Linked DNA regions of Anas platyrhynchos: region 2 is linked to region 1. The links are chromatin contacts, called in public Hi-C maps. All regions are on one chromosome and are shown on one strand. Each heading gives the region's core, a stretch centred on a gene start, on an enhancer-like site or on the middle of the called end of the contact. The rest is flanking DNA. Distances are from core to core; before and after follow the strand shown.

Evidence for each region. Hi-C and Micro-C count contacts between places; a contact is called where the count stands out from the background.
Region 2: a Hi-C map of subcutaneous adipose tissue shows a contact between it and region 1, with 2.1 times the contacts expected there. The contact joins the enhancer-like site here to the promoter of STIM1 in region 1. A contact is called at or near these places in 5 of 8 Hi-C or Micro-C datasets (F1 follicle, liver, skeletal muscle and 1 more).

What each region holds. Positions count from the first base shown.
Region 1 is chr1:206,847,681-206,854,333 of IASCAAS_PekinDuck_T2T, forward strand. It overlaps STIM1 (stromal interaction molecule 1), which reads left to right and starts at 1,297. Exons shown (of 12, transcript XM_072033010.1): 1 at 1,297-1,514. The coding sequence starts at 1,403.
Region 2 is chr1:206,892,035-206,899,275 of IASCAAS_PekinDuck_T2T, forward strand. STIM1 (stromal interaction molecule 1) reads left to right here. Exons shown (of 12, transcript XM_072033010.1): 5 at 1-17. Among named protein-coding and RNA genes, the nearest start is that of RRM1, 43 kb to the right of the region's middle. Within about 2 kb of position 5,382, at least 2 of the 8 cell types and tissues checked have an H3K27ac peak or open chromatin away from gene starts, as enhancers often do. A contact at or near this core is called in subcutaneous adipose tissue, where this site is marked.

The DNA of each region.
Region 1 (6,653 bases), core at 47-2,546:
ACCCCCCCCCCTCGGAGCAGGGCGCTGCGGGGCCCTGCTGCCACCCAGAGGAGGGATGGGGCAGGGGGGGCCCCATCCCATCCCATCCCATCCCATCCCTTCCCCATCCCCATCCCCATCCCCATCCCCATCCCATCCCATCCCATCCCATCCCTTCCCCATCCCCATCCCCATCCCCATCCCCATCCCATCCCATCCCATCCCCATCCCCATCCCCATCCCCATCCCCATCCCCATCCCATCCCATCCCATCCCATCCCTTCCCCATCCCCATCCCCATCCCCATCCCCATCCCATCCCATCCCATCCCTTCCCCATCCCCATCCCCATCCCATCCCCATCCCCATCCCATCCCCATCCCCATCCCCATCCCCATCCCCATCCCATCCCCATCCCATCCCCATCCCCATCCCCATCCCCATCCCCATCCCCATCCCATCCCCATCTCCATCCCCATCCCCATCCCCATCCCATCCCCATCCCCATCCCCATCCCCATCCCATCTCCATCTCCATCCCCATCCCATCCCCATCCCCATCCCATCCCATCCCCATCCCCATCCCCATCCCATCCCATCCCCATCCCATCCCATCCCCATCCCCATCCCCATCCCATCCCATCCCCATCCCATCCCATCCCCATCCCCATCCCCATCCCCATCCCCATCCCATCCCCATCCCCATCCCATCCCCATCCCATCCCCATCCCATCCCCATCCCCATCCCCATCCCCATCCCCATCCCATCCCCATCCCATCCCCATCCCCATCCCCATCCCCATCCCATCCCCATCCCATCCCCATCCCCATCCCATCCCATCCCATCCCCATCCCCATCCCCATGCAGGGAGGGGGTCCTGCCCCTCTGCTCTGCACTGGGCACAGCAGGAGGATCCCCACACACCTGTATCGCCCCCCCCCACCTGTAGGGCCCCCCCCAGCCAGAGAAGCCACAAGGCTGGGGGCGAGCGTGGGGGGGGGGGGGGACATCGGTCCCCGTCCCCTCTTCTACCCTCACAAGTCACCCATCCAATCTTCACACGCGGCCCCTCCTGCTTAGCTTCCACACCGCGCCTCGCGCCCAGCCCTCTCACCCCCCCTCACGGCCACCAGAGGGCGCCGCGGCTCAGCGGCAGCGGCGGGAGAGGGAGGGGAGGGGGCGTGGCCTGGAGCCCTCCCGCCATTGGCCGGCGCTTTGGCTCCGCCCCCTGTCAGCGAGCGCGCGGCGGGGCGGGGCGGGGCGGGGCGGGGCGAGACCACGAGGGCAGGGCGCGGGGGGGGGGGGGGGGAGGGCAGAGGGAGAGACCACCCCGGGGGGCGGGGGGGGGGGCGGCCCCGTTGCCTCAGCCCGCAGCCGGCCCGGGGCGGCCCCAGCGGCTCGGAGCGGCCCCGAGCAGCGGCCCCATGGCTGTGCGGGCCGGGCCGTGCGGCCTCCTCCTCATCCTCCTCCTCCTCCTGCAGCACGGCCGCGGAGAACGGGCCCCGGCACCGCACCTGGAGGACGCGGCCATCGCGGGTGAGGACGCGGGGACGGGAACGGCCTCAGGGCCCCCTCAGGGTCCCCCCAGTCCCCTCTCAGCCCCCTCAGGATCCCCTCAGGGCCCCCTCAGAGACCCCTCAGCCTTCCCCCAGCCCCCTCAGGGTCCCCCCAGAGCCCCCTCAGAGCCCACCCGGAGCCCCACCAGGGTCCCCTCAGAGCCCTCTCAGCCTCCCCTCAGCCCCCCCAGAGTCACCTCAGGGCCCCCTCAGGGTCCCCCCAGAACCCCCTCACGGCCCCCTCAGGATTCTCTCAGGGTCCCCTCAGAGACCCCTCAGCCTTCCCCCAGCCCCCCCAGGGTCCCCTCAGGGTCCCCTCAGAGCCCACCCGGAGCCCCCCCAGAGCCCCCTCAGGATCCCCCCAGAGCCCCCTCAGGATCCCCCCAGAGCCCCGTCAGGGTCCCCCCAGAGCCCCCTCAGGATCCCCTCAGAGCCCCTCAGGGCCCACTCACGGCCCCCCCAGAGCCCCCTCAGTCCCTCACAGCCCCGGGAGGGCTCCGTGCCCACCGCCCAGCTGGGCCCCGGGGCTCCGGGCACCCCCCAGCGCCTCAGCAGGGCCGCCCCGTGCTCCCCTCTCGCCCCCGGTGCCCCCCCGGCACAGCCCCGGTGCCCCTCCAGGGTTGGGGGCCACGGGGCTCCCCCCCCGGCCGTGCCCGCAGCCGGTACCCGGGCTCTGGGGCTGCTCGGGGCCGGGGATCGGTTGGGGCCCCGGGGTGGTGCCTGGCTCAGGGCATGGCCCCGGTGCAGGCCCGTGGCTGGGCCGTGTCCTGGCCCTGCTGGGAGCTCAGCACCGGGGCTGGGGGCTGCGGGGTGAAGGTGCCCGGACGGAGCCAGGCACCCTGAAGGCCTTTGGGGCTGGCTGGGGGTAACGGGGCAGGTCCCTGGGATCCCGCTATGGGGTGAGCCGTCAGGAGCTCGGTGCCTGGTGTGCAGGGAGCTGGGTTCACCTCGCCGGCAGCCTGGTTTATGGGGCTCCCTTCTGCTTCGTGTGGCCCGCGTGCTGCCTGCTCTGCTGGAAGTTGTTTTTGTGCCCCCCGTATGTGAGCTTAAAGTCCTTAAGCCGGTTCGCATCCAGCCCGCTCCATTAAGGAAACTGGATCTCTGCCGTCCTTTTGATGAAGCAAGGTTTATGCCTCCAAGGAATTTTCGGGTGAGTTATTTTTGGAGGCCCTGCAGAAGTGTGGCGGCCCTGGTGATTCAGCCGCTGCCTCGCTGTTCCCTCGCAGCCGCCGGTGCAGGGAGGGCGCGGGACCCAGGCCCTGCTGCCCAGGCTGCCCACAGGTGGGGTTTTCCTGCAGGAGGGCTTCGTTCTTCTCCACGCCGTCGGCTTTTCTCTGCTGGCACGTTCTGGCTCCTTCTGGGCGCGCAGTGCTGCAGAGCAACACGTGGCACCTCGCAGGCTGCATACCCAGACACGCGTTCATACGGAGCGGGGCCCTTCAGCCTGAAGGCCGGCAGCTCCTGGCACAGCCACGCCGTGTACGGGGGGCTCGGCGGTGCTTGTTGCACTCCGTTAACACCCCTTAAAGTGTGCCCTTTGAGATCGCGTGGCCGCTTGCTTTGTAACTTTTAGGGCGCTGCCTGGCACAGTGAGCAGCCCCAGGCAGCAGCACGCCGCTTTTCTCCTCGTCCCCAGCAGCACAGGCTGTTATCGTGAAGCAGGGGCGGGTGTTTGACACATTTTCGAAAGTGAAAGGGTTCCGTTTATTTATTTGTGTGACATGCCACGATTTTAATGATTTAAAAAAAAAAAAATTGGATGGCTTTGGTCACTTTTCCCTGGAGCAGGGTCCCAGGAGATGCAGGGAGGCTGTGTGCCGAAGCAGCAATGTGGCCTCAGTGCTGTCTGCTGCTCAGGCTCGGCTGCCTGTGTTCCTCTGCCCACACCACGGGCACAGCGATGCACTTTGCTGGGCGTTTGTGCATGTTCTGGGTCCCAAGATTTCTGAGTGAGGGTTTGAGAAGAGCGGTTGTGTGTGTGGAGGAAAGTCAGCGCTGGTGACCGGGCTCTGGGGGAAAACCAGATCAGATTTTCTTCTGGCTTCGACTCGTTCGCAGGCTGCTGGTGAACGCTTCATCCTTAATCTTCCCGTGCCGGTATCAGATTCGCGCTGGGTTGCTCCCAAAAGGGCAGGAGCCATTTCGTAAGGCCCCGGGGAGCCTCGGTGCGTGGGTCGGTGCCGCGGAGCCAGGAGGGGCGGCGAGGGGGTCCCGAAGCTGCCCGTGAACACCTCACAGAGCAGTTCCGTGACCCGGGGAGCCCGGGCAGCGGCCGCCCCGCGTTGCGCAGGATGTGCTGAGGGCCGGCCTGCCGGTAGGATTGTTTTCACCCACACGTGGTTATTTTTAGCCCCAGCCCGTCCGGCTGCACGCCCGGCCCGGGGCTCTCAGGGCTCTCGCCGTGCCGTTCGCACGCCCCCATGCCGGTGGTGGGGACGGAGCCGAAACCAGCGGTGCTGTCAGGAGGGGGCTGCTCCTCTTCGTGGCTCCCTGCTGGGACCTCACGGCCACCGGTGTCCGTGGGTTTGGGCTCGTCTGTCCTGCTGGCTGCGTGGTCTGCGGCCGCCTCGGGAAGTGGTGCATGGGATCGCAGTGAACACGGTGAGCGCCTCCATGGTCCGAGCTGGTGTCGCTGAGCTTGCTCCTCTTCTCCTGTCATCGCTGCCAGGGACATCGCTGGAGATGCGGGAAGGCGCAGGGGCTGTGCCGGGGGTGGTGGTGTTGTTCCTGGCTTCTTTGGCCGTGGCACCGCTCACCTGAGCTCTGTTAGGTTGCCACCAGCCCCGTCCCCTTCCAGCCACAGGGATATCGCGGTCTGTGCCCCTCTGAGCCTCGGTGTGCCCTCAGAGTGCTCTGTGGGATCCTCTGTGCGTGTGGGGCAGGCCGTGCCTGCCCCCTTCTGCGTGTGCTCCCAGTGGCCCGGTGCTGGGCTCCAGTCCTTGCTCTGCCGGCATTATTTGGGCAGGGGCTGACCTGGGTGTGAATTTACCCCGTTTCTCCTTCCTGCAGGAGCCTGGGGGGGGTCCAGCCGGGATCAGCCCCGAGCAGAGCAGGGGCACTGGGGCTGCCACAGGGGCACTGTGGGACCAGGGTTTGTCCTGTGTTTGTGCTGTGCAGCAGCACCCCTCTATTTTATATTATATTGAGCATTAGGGCTGCTGGTTGTTTAACTGGTGGAGCATTGGCACTGCACTTCTTTCATGCTATTTCACGTTTACCTCACCCACCACGATGCCAAAATCCGCACCTGCCCTCTATTCCTCTGCCAGAACCTCTGATTTCATGCACGGCAGCAAGGGAGCTGCTTTGGTGAGCCGGCTGTGGCAGGAGCCCGGCGAGCTGGCGCCCTGGGGTGGGCACAGCCGGGTGCTGGTTTCTGTAATAACTTCATGGCCTCGCCTTTCCCACAGGCCTGGAGGGGTTTGTGAGGCACCCGGACCCGCTCCCTTTTTCTTGCTTTTAAACAAAACGCTTTCAAAAAGCGGCGCTGTCCCCGAGGCTCCAAGGCTTTCGTTACAGTGCCTCTTGTTCTAGCTGCAGCCGTGCCCTGCCGGTGCTTTCACAGAGCAGAGGCTGCTCTTGGTGGGCAGCTTGAGGATATCTCCGCGGAAGAGAAGTGTTTTTTGATGTGCCAGCTCAAAGTGTGGCCGTGGGGCCGGCCGAGGCAGCTCGCTGGGTGCCCCTTCCCCACCGCGGGGCAGCCGGTGCTGGTGCGGCTCTGGCAACGCACAACACAGTGCCACTGCTTCTGGGAACGCGTTAAAGAAACGCTACCAGAAAACAGGGAGTGCTCCTGCTTGGGTGGCACGGCCTTCGCTTTTTTTTTTTTTTTTTCAGAGAAGAAATTTTATCTCCAGGAACCGGCGTGCTGAGAGCTGGAGAAGTTCCCGTCCCTTGGCAGCGACCGCAGCGCGCTGCCGGTGCCTGCAGAGCGTGTGTGAGAGGAGAGCCTCCAGGGTTACTTGGGGCCTGCTCGTCCTCCTGGGGGAGAGGAGAATCCAACGTTAGCCACATGCAAATCGTAGGCAGAGGGAGGCTGAATCGACAGCACAGGGACATAAGTGGCACCTCCTTGCCTCAAGCCCCGATCCACGTAACGCGGTGCCGTGGCCGCAGGCAGGTGCTGGGGAGGAAAACGGGGCTGGTGCTGCTGGGGCTGGGGAGGCTGAGGCTCCGTTCAGCCTTGTGCTGGCTCCCTCCCAGATCCTCAGCCTTCAAACTGCCCCTCTCAGAACCGTCCCATCCCCACAGGGTGGGGAAGGAGCAGCCAAAATGGTTTTTTTGGTTGTTTTATGGCTCTGTCTGTGTTGGGCTCGCAGGGTGCCAGGGGCGCGTTGGTGACGCTGTGCACATTACCTGCTCCTCCTGCTCCTCCTGCCAGCACGGAGCGGTGCCTGTCCTGCCCAGGGGCTGGTCCTGCGAGCCAAGCGTGTCACAGTGCCCTGGGTTTGATTTCCAGAGCTGAGTCGTGGTGAGGGAAGGGAGGCAAAAGGGCACCGAGCGCAATCCCACGTGGGTCCCGTCGCTAAAAGGAGGCTGTACGAGCCGGCGATCCTCTGAGAGGAGCAGCTTTCCTCGAGGCTATTCCCTGCTTCTAAAACTGCTGCTGCAGCTCGTTAAGCTCGGAGGCTGATTACAGGAGGCAGCAGCACTTACCCCGTGTGGTTCTCAGTGCCCGGGCTGCTCACCCCTCCTCCCTTAACTGCTCGTTAGCCGCCGTCGTGTTTCAGTTTTGAGAGTCCTTATCACACGACCTTCATGTTCAAACGCCTGGCTGCTTCCCGAGTTATTTAGCTGCGAAACAAAGCTGGGGAGGGAGAAAAAAAACTGGGAGCAGGCAGGAGCCCGGGAGGCTGCAGCTGCCTGCTGGCCACGGGGAGATGTGGCCGGAGGCGTTTGCGCGGAGCTGCCGCGTGCGGCTGGGAGTCCCCTGGGCTGGGAGTCCCCCGGGCTGTGCCGGGCGGCTGCGTGGCTCCTGCAGCTCTCCCCCAGCCCAGGCTGTGTGAGCAGCACGGCCTCGTGGCCCCGCTCAGCTCTGGGGCCTGTCCTCTCCCCTCTTCATGCCCCAAGGGCTCGCTGCCAGAGCCCAGAGGCGTTCCTCGAGGGCGTGAGGCTGCCC
Region 2 (7,241 bases), core at 4,132-6,631, 48 kb after region 1:
CTTTGGGCCTCCTCTCTGTAAGTAACACTGCAAACCTCAGCGGCTGTTAAGTGAGAGGAATCAGCATCAAACAGCAGAGATACAAATCAGCATGATCCAGGGTTCATGCTGTTTAAATTGTTGCTGGTATGATCAGCCAGACACAGCAACAGGTTGCCTCTGGTGTAACCCAGCAGCTCTGCAGCCGGAGAGGCATCCTGCCACAAAGCGCTGTGTTTGATGGGCCTCTTGCAGGCGTGGGCTGCATTTTCCTGCTGGGATTTCCCATGTCTGTAGGAGAAACCTTTCCATCCTTTCCCTTAATTGGCCCAGCGGTGGGGTTTGCAGCTATGTGTTAACATCTGTGGATGGAGCCACCTGCATCCTTACAGAGCATCTGCCTTCAGGTGTAACTGCAGGCTGTCCGGGTCCTGGCTGCAGAGCTCCTCCAAACCAGCAGAACAGCAGTGTTTAGGATGAATGAGAGCAAGGGACTGAGTTCTTTTGATGCTGATTACAGGCTTCTGGGGATGATCTAGAAGCGCTCTGATGTTTATCTCAGCGCAGCTTGGGGTGCTCCTTTTGCATTCGTTCTGTCTGCCTCATGTCTGCCGTCTCTTTATTAAATGTACTTCTTGTGTCTTTCCCACTTACTCATGTTTTCCTCTTTAGCTTTTGATGCTTTTGTGAGGCAAACTGAAGCCTTGCTTGATCAGGGGCCTGTTTTGCTTGGCATCACGCAGATGTGATGGGTTCTTAAGGCAGCCTGTATGGACTGCACACGTCCTGAGCCCTCCTGCAAAGTGCTTATCTTTCCTTTTAATTAACGTGTACCCCCTGTGCCCCCTGTGTGAGAGGCTTTCAAAAACGAATACAAAGGGGTTCTTTCTCACCACAGTGCAAATACAATAGTCTGGATGCAAATTCTGGCTCAGGTACTGCCATGGTTTCGGTTGCTGGCAGCTGGAAATACACACCATCAGAAATACCACTTCCTCTGTTATTTGTGTGGTTTTTTAAGCGTCTGCTGCTGCCCACTGTTGGCAGTGCCAGCGAGGATGGCTGCACCAGAGAGTCGGTAGTAGCAGGCAGGATGAACCTTGGCTCTGCACAACGTGGACACGCTAACGACCTCACAGAGAAATTGATTTTTTTTGGCCGGTGAGAAGTGATAAGGAGCTTCCAAAGTCCAGCCCTTGGTGCAGCCAGTGCCGACACTTCTTGTTTTCGGTCCGTGTCCAAACTCCTGAGAGGAGACGCAGCAAGGCAAATCCTGGGCAAATCGGCTGCTCGGAGTAAACCGGGTGAAATTTATTGCTAACAAGACAGAGCAGTGAGGAACAAACAAAAAAACAAACTCCAGCACCTTCCCCCATCCACCCCCTTCCACCTCCTCCCCCCCGAGCAGTGCAGGGGAACGGGCAATGGGGGCTGCGGTCAGTCCCTGACGCTTCATCCCCGCCGCCCCTCACGGTCCCTCTGTGCCCCTGCTCCCCGTGGGGTCCCTCCCATGGATGCCGTCCTTCCCCAACTGATCCTTCAGGGGCTTCAAGAACTGCTCCCACACGGCTCCGTCCCACGGGGTCCATCCCCCAGTCCCAAACTGCTCCAGCACGGGGCCCCCACGGGTGGGTGGCAGCTCCCCCCAGACCCCATCCACCTGCTCCACCGGGGGCTCCTCCACCCATGGGGGGGCTGCAGTGTGGAGATCTGCTCCGTGTGGGACCCATGGCTGCAGGGGGACAGCCTGCTCCACCAGGGGCCTCTCCCTGCACAGGCTGCAGGGGAACTTGTGCTCTGGTTCATGGAGCACCTCCTGCCCTCCTGCTGCACTGACCTTCTCACAGAGGCCACCCCTGCACCCCCCGCAACCAAAACCTTGCCATTAAACCCAATACAATACCGATCAGGTATGTGAATCCTTTAAGCTTTTAGCTGAAGCAGGGATTTAACACTTTTTAGGCAGCAATATTTGCTAGTTGGTAGTTAGCTGAATGGATTTGTCTCGGGTTTATTATGGTGAGAACTCACTTGTGTAAAACTAATTTCTTGAGAAATTGATTGCAAGGCAGCAGCTCTCAGCAGCCATCAGCGATCAGCAGTAACTCAGGAAGTTCTCAGCGACCTTTTAAGCTGCAGAAGCTGCTCTTCTGGTTCAGCAGCAGATTCAGTGGTTTCAGGTGCGTTCCAGTTCTTGTTCTTTTTGTCTGCTCGGTGAAGGTGGTCTCCTGCTCCTTGCCTCTGCAAGGGAAGCTCCCAGCAGCAGGATGTGGCTCACAGGTGCAGGATCTTCAGGGTTTTTCTTATCTCCCAAAGAAGCTCTTGTACCTGCAATGCATAGGAAGCAATAAATACACCCAGCCCAGCTTGGAGTACCACGGCTGCTTCCTTCAGACTCACAAATCCAGACATCTCACTGCCAGGGGGGATTCCAGCCCCAGTGCCAGGGCACTGTTTCTCATTCTGCCCCATAAAGTCGGGAAGACTTCCTCGTCCTGAGGCTAAAAACTTCTCTGATGTCTCCCGTAGTTTGGAGCAGAGGCTTCAGGCAGCACCAGTTGGCTGATGCGCGCCTGGGCAATTTGCTTGCTGATCAGCAGGCTCCTGTGGTCTCATTTTCTATGCCAGACTCCAGACGTGTGATTCCTCTCTTCAAAGAGGTCTGCTCGCTTGCAGGGCTACAGCTCTGTAATTAATCCATCGCACAGGAGTATGGTGTAATTACAAACCAGGCGAGATGAACTGATGGAGTCTGTGTCTGTGTTCCTTTGTTTTCCTGTCCCTTAGCTCAGAAATTCATCCAGGACCAAATATCACAACTTCGGGTGAAACAGGAGAGGAGAATTTAAGGAAGCAAGCAGTGAAATGTAAAACCACGGGGTTTTCTTTGTGAGTAGGGAATGTAGGTTTTTATTTATAACTCTCAGGTAACAGACTCAGCTGTTTGTCTCCTCACATATTGCCCAAGGCACCGCCGTGCTGTGATTTTGGATCAGACAATGGGCACCCCAACAGGACGTGGCACTTGTTGCAGGTTTCTGGATGACCTTACTTTTTTTTTTTTTGTTTTTCAGCAAGTGTTTATTTCTTTGGTGTCCACTCGGGGGTGGACAAAGCCAGGTGTCCCTTGGTAGAGCTTCGTGTGGCTGATTTGTTTCTGTTTGTTGTGATTAGAGGAGTATTTGACAAGTACTTCGAGACCCGCTTAGACATTATTTGTTTAAAGCAATAGAATTTCTTAACCAAATAGCAGATTGATTTATTGCTGTGAGATTTACCATCCTCTTTAAATATTTACAGTTAAATGGATCGTGTTTGGATTTCCTGCACCTATACGGAAGAGCAGCTTTGTCCCGTTAGGACACTTTGTAAGTGACTTTTCTGCTCACAAGTCAGCGCTGTCAGTCCGTGGAGCTGTCTGTCCATGTGACAAGCAGCTGTCAAATAAGCTGTGGCTTTTTTTAACAATAGCTAGGAAGCTAAAAACCCAGGGGGTGTGCTTGGTGCTCAGACATCCCATTTTCCTCAAAATCAGCAAATCTTTCAAAGGCTCTTTAGGTTCTTTACCTGATTCTGGTGTGAGCCCACTAGCAAACAGAAGTGTTTGAGTACTGGAGGAAAGTCCCGGTCTTGATACAAAGACAGGAATGCTAAGTGCCTTCAGGGAAATGTAGAAGATTGTTAGCTCGGTTTTTAAAGGAGGTGTGTGTTCTGTACTTGGTTTTATGCTGTTGTACCTCTAGCAGCTGCAGCCTGAGCTTTTCTTCTTTCCTGTGTTGTCTGAAACCATCTGCTTCTGCACGCGGCAGGCTGCATCGCAGATCTGGTTAGTTCCCACAGAGGAACCAAAAATTAGTAATTTCCATGTTTTCTGATACTTCAATTTCACTGTAAATAACTGGTGTGGAATGTAGATTTCTTTTCTTTTATCGGTGCTAATGTAAGTTGCTTTAAAATTGCTGTTTTTCCTGTAATCCAGCTAGGTTTTATTCCCAAAGCAAAACATTGGGAAACTTTCAGTTTAAAAATTGAGGCTTTCAATTTGTGTCGTTCATGGTGGGTCTCTGGTTCAAAAAAATTCGGGTTACTCTTCCACTTTTCCTATTGCTTAGCTTCTTACCTCGCTTCTTTAAAACCTAAAACACGGCAGCGCTGCAAACCCAGCGCTGCGCAGCGTACGGTCATCCTGCAGCCACCTGCGTGCCTGCTGTGGGCTTTGCAAAACGGTGTTTGTGCTTCCTCCTTGCCTCCCACAAATAAAAATTAAAAAAGCACGGAAAATGGTGTCCCCAGTGCCGGTTGCTCACCCCGCAGTCTGGCAGCTGAGGTTCAGTTCCGAAAACTGCTCGAGACACTTCCTACACGGTCAGCTTCTGCCGCGTTCCTCTGGGGCAGTCAATGCCTTCGCAAAGCAGAGTTGTTAGAAAAGCAGTAAGCAGAAGGTGTTCTGGCACGAAATCCCTGATCTGGAGCAGTTTGATCAAACCAAGCATGATCCCAGCACCTTGGGCGTTTCGCGGGGCTGCAGCAGTGTGAGCTGAGTGGTGAGCAGTGTGGTGAGCCACCAGCCCCTGCGGCAGCGCTTCCAGGGGACCCCAACAGAGCCCCTCCAAGGATTTTACTAAAATGCAGCTGTTTGGAAGCTATAATCATTCATTTGCTAAATTCCAGGCACTTCTGCTAGCAATTTGGGGAATACGGGTGTGGGTTTGTGTGTTTGGTGTGGTTTGGTGGCAGGGGGTAGCATTGTGCACAGCAAACCAAAGGGACTTGGTGAAATGCTCATCGGGGAAACTCCACTTAGTGCAACAATAGCTAGTGAATGTGCTTTATGCTCTGCATTTTTGAGTAGGGTAATGGTAGTGAGAACTCCATTTGTGGAAAAATAATGGGCAGTTTGTGATAAATGCTGTTTTTTGTGAGTGTCAGTACAAGATGTAACAGCTGTACGTCTGTCCTTTCTCCCCCAGCCTGTCTGCTCTGCGGGGCGATGGGTTGAATCCAAGCACGGGTTGGATCTGGCACAGAGTAGGAGAGTGCACAAACTGGGGTAAAGTAACCAAGTTTCAGATGATTTGGGTTTTTATTTACCATTCTTTGAACCACTCAGAGGCAGTGGCCGGGATGTCCATGCCAGCTGGTGGCCCCAGCCCTGCTCGCAGTGCTCGTCGTTACCCACACGCTTCTTCCCAGGAATTAAGGCTTCGTTTCTGGTGAACCTGCGCTCTTACAGGGCTGTAGGAAGCCAAAAGGCAACTTCTACATCCAAGCTGAGTTTTCCCTGTTGTTTCCTTAATGCTTGTCTTCAGTGAAAGCCGCCGGAGAGGAAGGCTGCTTGCCAGGCGGCTGCGTGGCGTGGCTTTGGCAGCAGCAGGAGGCTGTGAGTCAGCGGGGCTGGGGCTGGTCGGGGCTGGGTTTGGTTGGGGCTGGGGCTGGTCGGTGTCTCATGGGGCTGCACCCAGCACCCCGGGCTAAGGCTGGAGCTGCCCGGCTGGGAAGGCAGCGGAGCTGCGGCTGGCTGGGGAAAGCAGGCAATGGGAACGGGGGGAAACCTGCAAAGGAGAGGAGAGCTCGGGTATTGTGGGAGAGCAGAGAGCAAGTCTGTCCGAACGAGTCGCCCAGGCAGCCTTCTCAAGACACGAAATGAGGGATCTGAAGTGCTGCGTGTGCAGCAACTTGCCAGAAGCTGCTTCTTAGGAAGAGGATGTTGTGATAATCCATCCGGAATGAGAAGCGGGGCCAGTGCGAGGCTTGTTTATTTCTTTAGCGTTGAGTTTACAAGTGAGTGTTTTCAGAGAATGGCTGGACTCTTCTGTGGCACATTAGGTGATGCACTAGGTGACAGAGAAGGGGGGAAGGTGCTTGGATGGCCTCCTGGCCGCCCCGGGGGGCTCCTGGAGCAGCCTTGTCCATGACCCGCATCAGCTGGGTGCAGGGCTGCTGGCACGGCCACATCCCACGGCTCCTTTGAATGGTTCAGTTGGGACGAGGACATTATTCGAGGACATTATTCCTCTTCTTTCTTCCATTTATGCACCTACAGAGACCCGTGTGGTGGTTGTGTGTTTAAGCAAATTAAAGCTATTAATATTGCAATAAGTGCTGGTGGGCTGGGCAGGGCAATAGCCACCAGGCATTGCTGTCCATCGATGAAGCACTTCAGGTGACAGGTGGCACTGATACTTCCCAGCAATAGATTGACCATTGCAGTCCAGAGGGAAATTTCACTCTTACTTTAAAAATTGTCCTAAGGCAGAGGGTTATACACATCTCCATGAGCTGTACCGCTATTGCTAAGCCAAGATTTTTATTTAATCCACTTCTGCTGAAATTCTGTTCATCTTCTGACAAACGGGAGGTGATTTTTTCTTAGCTTCAAGTCTAGCAGGCTACAAGGAGAGCAGTAAAAAGGAAAAAAGCAAGCAGCACGAGCTGGGATGTGTCGTCGTGTCCATGATCTGTGCCCGTGCCCCTGGGCTTCCAGCTGCAGGCTCAGATGCTGTTCGTCACCACGCTGAAGCTGAATGCAGCCTGGACAGTTGGCCAGGAAGAGCAAAGTGGAGCAAAGCGCGATAAGGTTACACAGAGATGACCTGAGCAGAGCAGGTACCGTAATTCAATGAGCTCCTGCTGCTGCTGGCACAGCCGAGCTGGGGTGATGAGCTGCGTTTGCCCCAAGACAGGATCGAGGTGGCAGCTTAAATTTCCTTTGCTGGAAATTCCTGAGTGGTTCATGTCTCACATGCAGCAGGCTGGGAACACGGCTGCTTGCAAGCGCCAGTTTCCAGGTGGTAGTGCGAGCACTTTCCTTCATCAGCCCACACCCAGAAAGAAAAACAGCCGCTGAGGACAGATCAGGAGGTCTGTAGAGGAGAATGCTCTCAGGTATCCGTCTGTTTCAGCTGGGGGCTCTGGTTGGTGATACCCGAGAGCCAGTTTGTGTCCTGAGCCAGTGCTCTGACTGCTTGCAGGGGGAACAGGGAGGAATTTCTGGTGCCTCCTCTGTCCGTAGCGGTACCACCAAGGCAGTGGCCTGAGCTTGCAGGCTGGTTTTTGGTGCATCTTTTCCTCTTACTCTTAAAATGCACTTATAGAAACAAGTTAAACGAATTAAAGATTTTCATGTCATGTTTGCAGTTCTGTCCTGTGCTCTTCAAGCGATCCATCTGCCCCAGAAATCTCAGTGCAGATTACAGATATTACAGATATTTCTGTCAACCCATGGTACCATCCTTTACACATCCCTCCTGCTGGCTGAGCTG